Regions from separate parts of the Mus musculus genome. Here all the other regions are linked to region 1. A link is a contact called in public HiChIP or PLAC-seq and promoter capture Hi-C data. All regions are on one chromosome and are shown on one strand. The core of a region is the stretch at or near the end of the contact, and the rest is flanking DNA. Distances in the headings are between cores, read along the strand shown.

Region 1 (2,890 bases), core at 129-2,628:
TAAAGAGTTCCGAGGAAAAGGGATGCCAAGACTGGAGACCCAAGTATTGCGCATCCCACAGAAAGGAGAACCATGAAGTCAGTGCTGGAAGCATCAACCAAGAGCCCTGACTCAGCCCCCACCTCAAGGAGGGAGGAAAAGGGGAGGCCAGGAGAATGCAGTGGGAGGTAATTTGAAGCAGGAAGCACTGGCAAGCTCCCCTTCCCACGACTACCCGAAGTCAGCTTCTGCTCTGCACCTCCATGGCTCAGATTCTGGGGCCTGTGTCAGGACAGTCTGTACCATCCCCAGGCCCAGGGTGCCCCCCTCACTTCCACTTGTGACTCACAACTAGATCTCCACACGCTGAAGAGAGCAGGTTGCGTGGACACCAGTGTGCAGGCAATGTTCACTCCTTTCTGACTAATAAACTAATCCCGCGCTGAGCGGCAGAAACACTGGACACTGACTTCAAGGTTAGTAGGTGTATTTCCCTTATCTCAGGAGCTCCTGCCTCACCCACGTATCTGTCTGCAGCACCCGGGGGGGCCAGCATGAGAAAGTGAGAAACATTCGCTGCCATCTTCGAGCCCTCCGGGGTTGCTGCACCTTCTGGCCACTCTTCATCTGGAACTCCTAGTAAGGTAAGCCGGAGGACATAAGTCACAACAAAACTGAGCTAGGTGCTCTATCATCAGTCTCTTGCTGAAAGAGACTCTTGCCAAGTTCCTCAGCCTGTGAAAGCCGCGGGACTTGGAGTCTAACAGTCTTCAATTGTGGCCTTAGGACTCTACTCAGAGTTCGCTGGCGCTGGTCAAACAGCGAGTGGTCCTCCTTGTTCAAAAACTCAGTACTGTGGGGTTCCTGGTGGACTTCGAGTCATTGCTGATGAACAAAATACCCAGTGAGAGAATAGCAGCCTGAGCCCTGCGGTTGCCATTGAAGCTAGATTCCCACGTAGGTTCGGGCGTATAGGGGGAATCAATCGCAAGCCAACTTGGCTCCAGCACCTTGTGTCCCTAGATTCAGAAGGGCCTCAGCCACAGGACACTAAACCAGCTTTGGGCGGGAGCTCGGAATAGACGTGGGGCGAGGACTGGCACCCGTGACCGTAGCAACAAAGTTCTAGACGGTTCAGAGCTGCTGCTGTCCCAGGAGTGCTCGCGCTCAGCCTCCTCCCACCCCCTGTTTGTTCGGGCTCAGCCGAGGGTACGCGGGCGAGCTGTGGTCTCAAAGCCGGACAGCAGAGCCTGTTCGGGTCACGTGGCCCCGCGGCTGGAGCCCCGGCGCTGACCCTGAGCGGAGGGAGGGACCGACTAGAAGAGAGAAGGGGCGGCACGGCGGGGGCGGGGCAGCCCAAGTTCCCGGGATTCCCTACAGAGCGGCTCTGTGGAGACCCAGTCTACAACCCACCGGTCACCCTCCCTGGGCCAACGCCGCGCCTTCCTGTGAGGGCTTTGGCTGGCGATCTCTGCGCAAGGCAAGGACCTCGTTCCTAGGGTCCTGCGCCTCATCTAACCCTGTCATTCCACCCAGAGGAGCCCGGGACCTGCCCTGGTGAACCGACTCAAAAAAGTGGAGTGCCCAAGCGGAGCAGCAGCACCTGCCCCGGGCGAGCGCAAGAGCTGATGGAGGGGGCCCAGTGATCCTGCCCTAGACGTCTGCCCGTCTTTCTTCTCTGCAGGTCAAGCTCGCGCGGGGAAAAAAAATGTACCAAAGCTTGGCGTTAGCCCAGAGCCCCGGCCAGGGCACTTACGCCGACTCCGGAGCCTTTCTGCACTCTTCGGGAACCGGCTCCCCGGTGTTCGTGGCACCCACTCGCATGCCCTCCATGCTGCCGTACCTGCCTTCGTGTGAGCCGGGCTCGCAGGCTCCCGCGCTCGCCGCGCACTCCAGCTGGACACAAGCAGTTGCCGCTGATTCCTCAGCCTTCGGCTCCGGAAGCCCGCACCCGCCAGCCGCACACCCACCGGGAGCCACCACCTTCCCGTTCGCTCACAGCCCTCCGGGGTCGGGCAGCGGCGGCAGCGCGGGGGTCCGGGACGGCGGCGCCTTCCAGGGCGCGCTGCTGGCTCGCGAACAGTACCCGACCCCGCTCGGGAGACCCATGGGCGCCTCGTACCCCACAACCTACCCAGCATACATGAGTTCCGACGTAGCCCCTTCGTGGACCTCCGGAGCCTTCGACAGCAGCATCCTGCACGGTCTGCAAGCTCGCCCTGGTGGCCTCCCTGGCCGCAGGACCAGCTTCGGTGAGTACCGGGCTGGGGCTGCCCGGTGGACCTGGCTCTAAAACTAAGGCGCGCAGCAATAAACCCGCGCGCTACGAAATGCAAAAATCCGAGATGCGTTCTTCTGCAGTCAGGGCTTTTCTGCCTAGTCCGACCACGCAGATTCCCGCCTAGAATTGCTAGGACACAGGAAACTTCATGAAACACAATACGATGAAAAACGCTCGATACAGAATTCTTTTCTCAGCACAATAGCAAGAAAATAATATATTTCTGCTTTTCACCCGACCAACCCCCCCCCCCCAAAAAAAAAGCATTCTGGGTTATGTCGATTTGGAACCTACATTTAAAAAGTTTTCACGGGAAGTTTTGGAAAGTATTTTTTGGTTTTAAGACAACCTAGTTCCAAACTTAACAGCAAACCTCCTGCTTCAGCCTTCCAAAGTGCTGAGTTTACAGGCATGAGCGGAGCTGAAAATGAATTTTATAAAGCTTAAAACAGCGATTATTTGATAAAGTCACCACAGCCATCTTGTTCTGCAACGTTCCATCTTAAGAGTTCCATACCTCACAGGAACATAGGTTAGATTGGATTCCAAGACTGTTGATCGTGGAATCATTTGTCTGGCTTTCTGAGTATTTTTTGAGGAACAGACACAGCAAAGAGGGCCAAGCTCTGT
Region 2 (2,890 bases), core at 147-2,646, 230 kb after region 1:
TTTGGGGGGCTGAGACTATGGGCTTGGGGTAGAGGCTCCTCTTTGCCAGCATCCCCAAGGCTGGAACAGAGAAATGCCAGTCCCCACTGCCCAAAGTTCTCAGAGAACCACTTGGGGTGGGGGAGGGGCAGGTCCTCACATGACCAGCCTCTGGCTGTCAGTGTGGGGTGCTTGAAGCGGTGCCTGGGGTCCCCCTCCCCCACACTCATACCGTCTACATTTCTGTCCACTTTGAGGCATCCACTGATGTGTGCTGTTGGTGACAGAGGACAGTCACTGCTTCCCCTCTCCCTCGGGCACTGTTCTCTGTCTGTCTGCTGTCTGACTATTCGTGGGTCCCAGCCTGATGCTGGGTGGCTGTTTCCCTGAATGTGAATGTCTGTGTGTCAGAGCGTGGGTGTGTCTGTCTGTCTTCAGGGAGCCTCTGCTGCTGACTCTGTCCTTGACCTCCAGTATCTGTGTCAGAGAAGGGGGGCCGGCGGCTTTCCTCCTCCCCCTCCCACAGGCACTAACGCAGCTGCCACCACCCCGGCTGCACCCAGAACTCAGTGACCTCACCTGTCCCCTGCAGCAGTGACCACCCCACTAAGGTATCTCAGGGGGCATTCGTGGCCCGAACCAAGCTGCTTTGTGGGTCGCCCCTCCACCCACTGCCGCTGAGTTCTGGGTGAATGTTCTCAGCTCTGGGCTGGGTCCGCTCAGGCTCGTTCTTCCCTTATGTAACTCCACATCTGTGTGTGCCTTGCAGGTCACCCTGGACCCTGTTCTGAGCTCTGTCTAACCACGTGGAGATTGAGACCCCACAGTTCTGTGCATATGAGGCTGGAGAGAACCCCTGTTCCCGGCATCACTTTCAGGGACCCCTCCCCAATCTTTCTTTGGACATCTCTTACCCCAGAAACCTACTTGCCCAAAGCAAGATGCGAAAGGGAGTCCTGAGGCGCAAGTTCCCTAGAGCTGCGGGGCAGCCATTCTCCACCCCACCCGGGCAGTGTCCTAGGTCCTGACAAGCTTAGGAGCTACGGACAAGGGTCGGGCAGGGGTCACCAGGGGCGAGGGCACGAGGGCGAACGGATAGCCAAGGGACCAGCTTCTAGGTGCGACCTCAGACATGGTCCCAGCCCTGTAGCTGGTTATTGCCCGAGTCGGGCTCTCCGCCAGCCACGGTGCGCACCGGGGCAGGGGTTCTAGTCGGCCGGCGGGCACGCGGCGCTGTCCGTGGTGCTGCCCGCGCCGGGCGGGGCGGAGGCGGGACGGAGGCGGGGCGAGGGCGCCAGCCAATGGCGGGGGCTCTGCGCGGGGCGCGGGGGGCGGCGGGCCGATCGCGGGGCGCACTTGGCTGCGCGCTGAGCTAGGGGTGCACCGACGCGCCGCGGGCGGCTGGAGCTCGGCTTTGCTCTCGCTGCAGCAGCCGCGCAGCCCGCCCCACTCTGCTCAGATTCCGATACCAGCCCCCTCTGCATCACCCTCCCGGACTCCAGACTCGGCTCTCGCTCCGGTCCCGCGGACCATGCTCCGGGCGCCCCCCGGAAAACCGGGCTGGGTGAAGAGCCGGCAAAGATTAGGCTCAAGAGCAGGGGCCCCGCCCGGCCACCCAGCACTCGGCCCCTGCCCTGCCCAGTGTCCCCGAGCCCTGTGAGCCTGCTGGGCCATGGAGCGCGCGCCGCCCGACGGGCTGATGAACGCGTCGGGCGCTCTGGCCGGAGAGGCGGCGGCTGCAGGCGGGGCGCGCGGCTTCTCGGCTGCCTGGACCGCTGTCCTGGCTGCGCTCATGGCGCTGCTCATCGTGGCCACAGTGCTGGGCAACGCGCTGGTCATGCTCGCCTTCGTGGCGGATTCGAGCCTCCGCACCCAGAACAACTTCTTTCTGCTCAACCTCGCCATCTCCGACTTCCTCGTGGGTAAAGCCCCCAGACCCTGTCCGCTGCCAGAGTCCAGGGGCGCGGAGCCCGGGCTGGGCAATGGGGCTTGGCGCTTCGACCTGGGGTGGCTTCTCAGGGGTTCGGCCTTGGGAGAGGAGCTCTAGAAACCTTAGGATGGTGGGCGCGGGAGAAGTTCCTCGCCTCCCGGGCCGCAAGACGGGGGCTAGGTAGGGATGTCCCCGGGGAGGCTGCCCCAGCCGGCGGGCGCTCAGCAAGGCGCAAGGCGCAGCGACCGCCGGTGCAGCGTTGGCTCCTGCGCCGAACCAAACAAAGGCAGCGGCGCCGGACTCAGGATGCTGGGAGGACGCTGGGGGGGAGGGGACATGGAAGGGGGATTTGGGGAGGTGTGCTGGGGAAGGGGACCGTAGGGAAGGCGGGGGGTGAGATGAGGGAAATGCTCCGAGGAGCTCGTTCTCACGTGTCCAAGCTCTGCTCCCAACTGGGGGAGGGGGGGCGGGGCTCGCGGTGGGGGCCGGAGCGCCAGACACCTGTTGGGGCTGCGAGCTGCTGCGTCTCCCAGACGCTGGAAGCCGGTTTGGGCGGTGAGAGCGGCTGGCGCGGCTGCAGCCAAGAACCCTTTAAGCCAAGAGAAAAGCTTTCTCGGTTTTTAAGCTGAGAAGGGAGGCTGTCCAACAGCCAGGGTAGAGATGGATGATCGGCTCCAGAGCCAATCAAGCCAGGGAGGACATATATCCCATTTTCCTCTTTTGGCGGTTGGTGGGGCTGGCAGAAGCCCAGGTTTTGTGTTCAGAGGTCCCTATGTGGAGGTCCTTCCTCCTGCCACCAGGTCCAGAAGACATTGATGGGCTGGAGGATGGCAGCTGCTCAGTTGTAGGGGGACAGGGTGACTAGGAGGATAAATAAGATATAGTACTAGCCCTAGAAAGGTGGCTACCCTATGAAGGCCAGGCTCTGCCCTTTCTCTATGTGGTCAGTCTGACCCCAGCTCTTGAGCCATGGTCCCACCA
Region 3 (2,890 bases), core at 271-2,770, 170 kb before region 1:
GAGGGGCATGCAACTGGGAGTGAAAAGTTGAGGAGGAGTTGATGGCTATGCCCCGCCCCTTCCCAACCTCCTAAGAGGAGCCTTGCTGAGCGCTCTCCATATGTTGCTCAGTATGATGTCACTGGGGCCTACTTTGGGACAAGGGAGAAGAATAAAGTGCTTCTGAGGCACAGTTCTTTCCACAAGGCAACACGGCTGTGTCTCTCCCCAGGTGGTGCCTTGAATCACCGGGACTTCTGAGGTGACACTGCTAAAAGTCTCTGTGTGGCTCCAATAGAAAGAAACAGCCAGACGGGAAACCAGCTGCCCTGGTGTGCCCTCTAATGTGCCACAGCTCAGAGAGTCCCCTTTTAGATGTTCTTACCTGGATGACGACCTTGACGGTGGCTGTGTCCACCGTGGGTGTGCACACCAGGCCACCAGGGTGCTGGCCATCGGCACTGCGGTTCTGCAGGCCCATGGTGAAAAGCATGGGTACAGCCAGCAGCGCCGAGGCTAGCCATATGGCACTGATGAATTTCTTGGTGCGGCTGCGGGACATGAGGGTCTTGGCCTTGAAGGGATGGCAGATGGCCAAGTAGCGCTCCACACTCAGGCTGGCTACATTGAGGGCTGTGGCATAGGTGCAGGCATCTCGCAGGAAATAGTAGCCACGGCAGCCAGCATCCCCAAAGGCCCAGGGATGGTGCACCCAGATGAAGTTGTACAGCTCCACGGGCATGGCCAGCAGCAGGATGAGCAGGTCAGACAGTGCCAGGCTACCCAGGTGGTAATGCACAGTGCTCTGCAGGCTCTGCAGCGACTTCTTCCGCGCTAGAGTGAAGGCTGTCACCGAGTTGCCCACAGTGCCCACCACAAAAAGTGCCAGGTATACAGCGGTCACCAGCACCTTGGAATAAATGTCAGTGTTCACGTCCAGGTTGCTGTTGGGCTCCAGGATGGATTCTGAGGAATTGCCAGAACCATTGCTCAAGCTGAGCGCCAGGAGCATCGTCTCCAGTCCGAACTGTGGATGTGGGAAGGGCTGGGCACCGGGTTCACTTGGGGCTCCCTGCTGCACGGAGCTGTTGAGGTGCATGGTGGGCGCCAGATATGCGGCTTTGTCCTGCACCTTTGAAGGTGAAAGTCCCTCCAGGGGCAGATGAGGAGGCGCTCAGAGGAGAGGGTGTGGAAGCTAAGGGGGGCGTGCCGTCCGGCGGCGAAGCCAGCTATCCAGGAGATCCTGGGAGCTCTGGGGCTCGAGACGTGCCGGCTCAGGGATCCACTCTTCTTTCTCCTTCAGAGTCTGGGATCTGCTTTCCGGTTCTTCCTCGGCACCCCCCCTGGCTCCGAGCCTGCCTAGATCGGGGCTGCTACCGACCTCCAGATTCTGTGGTTGGTTCTCTGCACTCCTGGGTGGCAGCGATGTCCTCAGGACCGCGACCCTGCTGGCTTGTGCTTCGTTGGGCGAGCCTGTGGCGCAGAGAGGAGCGCACGCACGGCTGCCCAGCGTGCTCACCCTCGTTCTCCCTCTTCTGCTTGGAGCTCTTCCCGCACCCGACTTCGCACACCTCCTGCTGCGCCGGAGCCTGCCGGGCTCCTCGCGCTTCCACTGAGCTGGCGGCTGCGCGGCGCGCCCAGCAGTGGAGGAGGGTGGGTGTTGGAGAGTCAGAGACGCCACAGCCACTGTCCCCTCCCCACCCGGATACTGGCTGACGGTTGCTCCTGCACGCTCCCGGGGACCACCTGGGCTAGGATGAGTACCCCAGGAAGCAGAATTCCCTACCAGGCGAGGGAGAATGAGGGGATATTGGATCTTTCCTTTCAACCTCTCCTGGGCAGCACGATCTTTCTTTCACGATCGTTGGTCCCAACTTCTCCCACCCCAAAAAGAAAGCTCCCCGTAGCCGTCTTCAGCTCCCTTAGTGACACGAGGGTGTACTCGAGGGGAAGGCGGAGAAGGAGGCGGCACCCTGCTGATAAGTCAGGGCCTTTGTACAACTGCCTCGACCTCCTCCCTTCTGGGTGCCTGTGGGGTGCCAGAAGCACCCAGGGGGGCCCTCTAGCCTGTGAAGGGTCTGGTGAAGGAAAGCATAGAGCAGGAAGTTAGAGCAGCCCATCTCTCCACGCAGTCTCACGGTCTTAGCTGCCTTTGGGTATGATGGGACCTTCTGCCCTCCTGTAGCCACCTGGATTTGGTCACTAGCAGTGACTCTCAGAGCTGGTGCCCTGTCGTTTCAGAGGGGAAGGGCAGGTTTGTGGGCGACACAGAGCTGCGTCTGTCCTTGCAGGAAACCCTGAAGCCTGTGCACTCAGCCCAGCACAGCTTTTCTCAGGGGACCCTGCCCCAGTCAGGGACCCGGGGAACAAAGGTCTTTTCATCTTGTCCTCTTTGGCAGGGGCCCTGGCCAGAGCTTCCAGGCTTGCTGCCATCTTGCTTGCCCCAGGGCCCTTGCCTCTATTTCCCCACTTGGCTCTCTCAGCCTTTCTCCTGCCCTCTTCCTCCAGAAAACTCCTCCCTGGATCCTGGAGAGTCCCAGGGCAGGAGGGAAGGAAGGCTCAGGGATTGCCGTCCCTGCATGGACCTGGCTGGCTGTACCTGCTGCGCTGGAACTAGGGGTCCTGAGTGGGGGAGAGAAAGGGTAATGAGAGAAGTGGGTGAGGCTTTGACCCAGACCAGGGATCCCTGCGCAGCCAGCGACCCTCAGGCTTCAGTGCCTACTCACACAAAAGCTGGTGCCCTCCACAGAATGTTAACACATGAAAAGCAGTGCTTAAACACTTGGTTTCCAAAGGAAACTACTGTGTCCCCTTAAGAGAAGCCAGTACAGCAGGCTGAGGGTGTAGGGGTTGACCAGGCTTCTAATATTTGGGCAAGCCTCAGCTTCTTCCATTGTGGAAGGGAACTTGA

Evidence for each region. Promoter capture Hi-C pulls out the DNA fragments that hold promoters and counts their contacts. HiChIP or PLAC-seq counts read pairs in DNA pulled down with a chosen protein or histone mark.
Region 2: a contact with region 1 is called in an HNF4G HiChIP or PLAC-seq map of pancreatic cancer cells. The contact joins the promoter of Hrh3 here to the promoter of Gata5 in region 1. A contact is called at or near these places in 2 of 39 promoter capture datasets (embryonic stem cells and trophoblast stem cells), 1 of 484 Hi-C or Micro-C datasets (embryonic stem cells), 1 of 115 datasets of contacts at active chromatin or transcription factors (pancreatic cancer cells) and 1 of 9 other capture datasets (adipose tissue).
Region 3: a contact with region 1 is called in a promoter capture Hi-C map of erythroid cells, with 2.8 times the contacts expected there. The contact joins the promoter of Ntsr1 here to the promoter of Gata5 in region 1. A contact is called at or near these places in 4 of 39 promoter capture datasets (the SN4741 cell line, embryonic stem cells, erythroid cells and 1 more), 1 of 484 Hi-C or Micro-C datasets (nephron progenitors) and 2 of 115 datasets of contacts at active chromatin or transcription factors (both in embryonic stem cells).

What each region holds. Positions count from the first base shown.
Region 1 is chr2:180,333,167-180,336,056 of GRCm38.p6, reverse strand. It overlaps Gata5 (GATA binding protein 5), which reads left to right and starts at 1,378. Exons shown (of 6, transcript NM_008093.2): 1 at 1,378-2,231. The coding sequence starts at 1,688. It overlaps Gata5os (GATA binding protein 5, opposite strand), which reads right to left. Exons shown (of 5, transcript NR_045877.1): 2 at 2,114-2,389; 3 at 1,736-1,875.
Region 2 is chr2:180,102,913-180,105,802 of GRCm38.p6, reverse strand. Hrh3 (histamine receptor H3) reads left to right here and starts at 1,396. Exons shown (of 3, transcript NM_133849.3): 1 at 1,396-1,901. The coding sequence starts at 1,652. Gm46782 (a long non-coding RNA gene) reads left to right here. Exons shown (of 3, transcript XR_001783600.2): 3 at 749-1,283.
Region 3 is chr2:180,498,606-180,501,495 of GRCm38.p6, reverse strand. It overlaps Ntsr1 (neurotensin receptor 1), which reads right to left and starts at 1,520. Exons shown (of 4, transcript NM_018766.2): 1 at 365-1,520. The coding sequence starts at 1,078.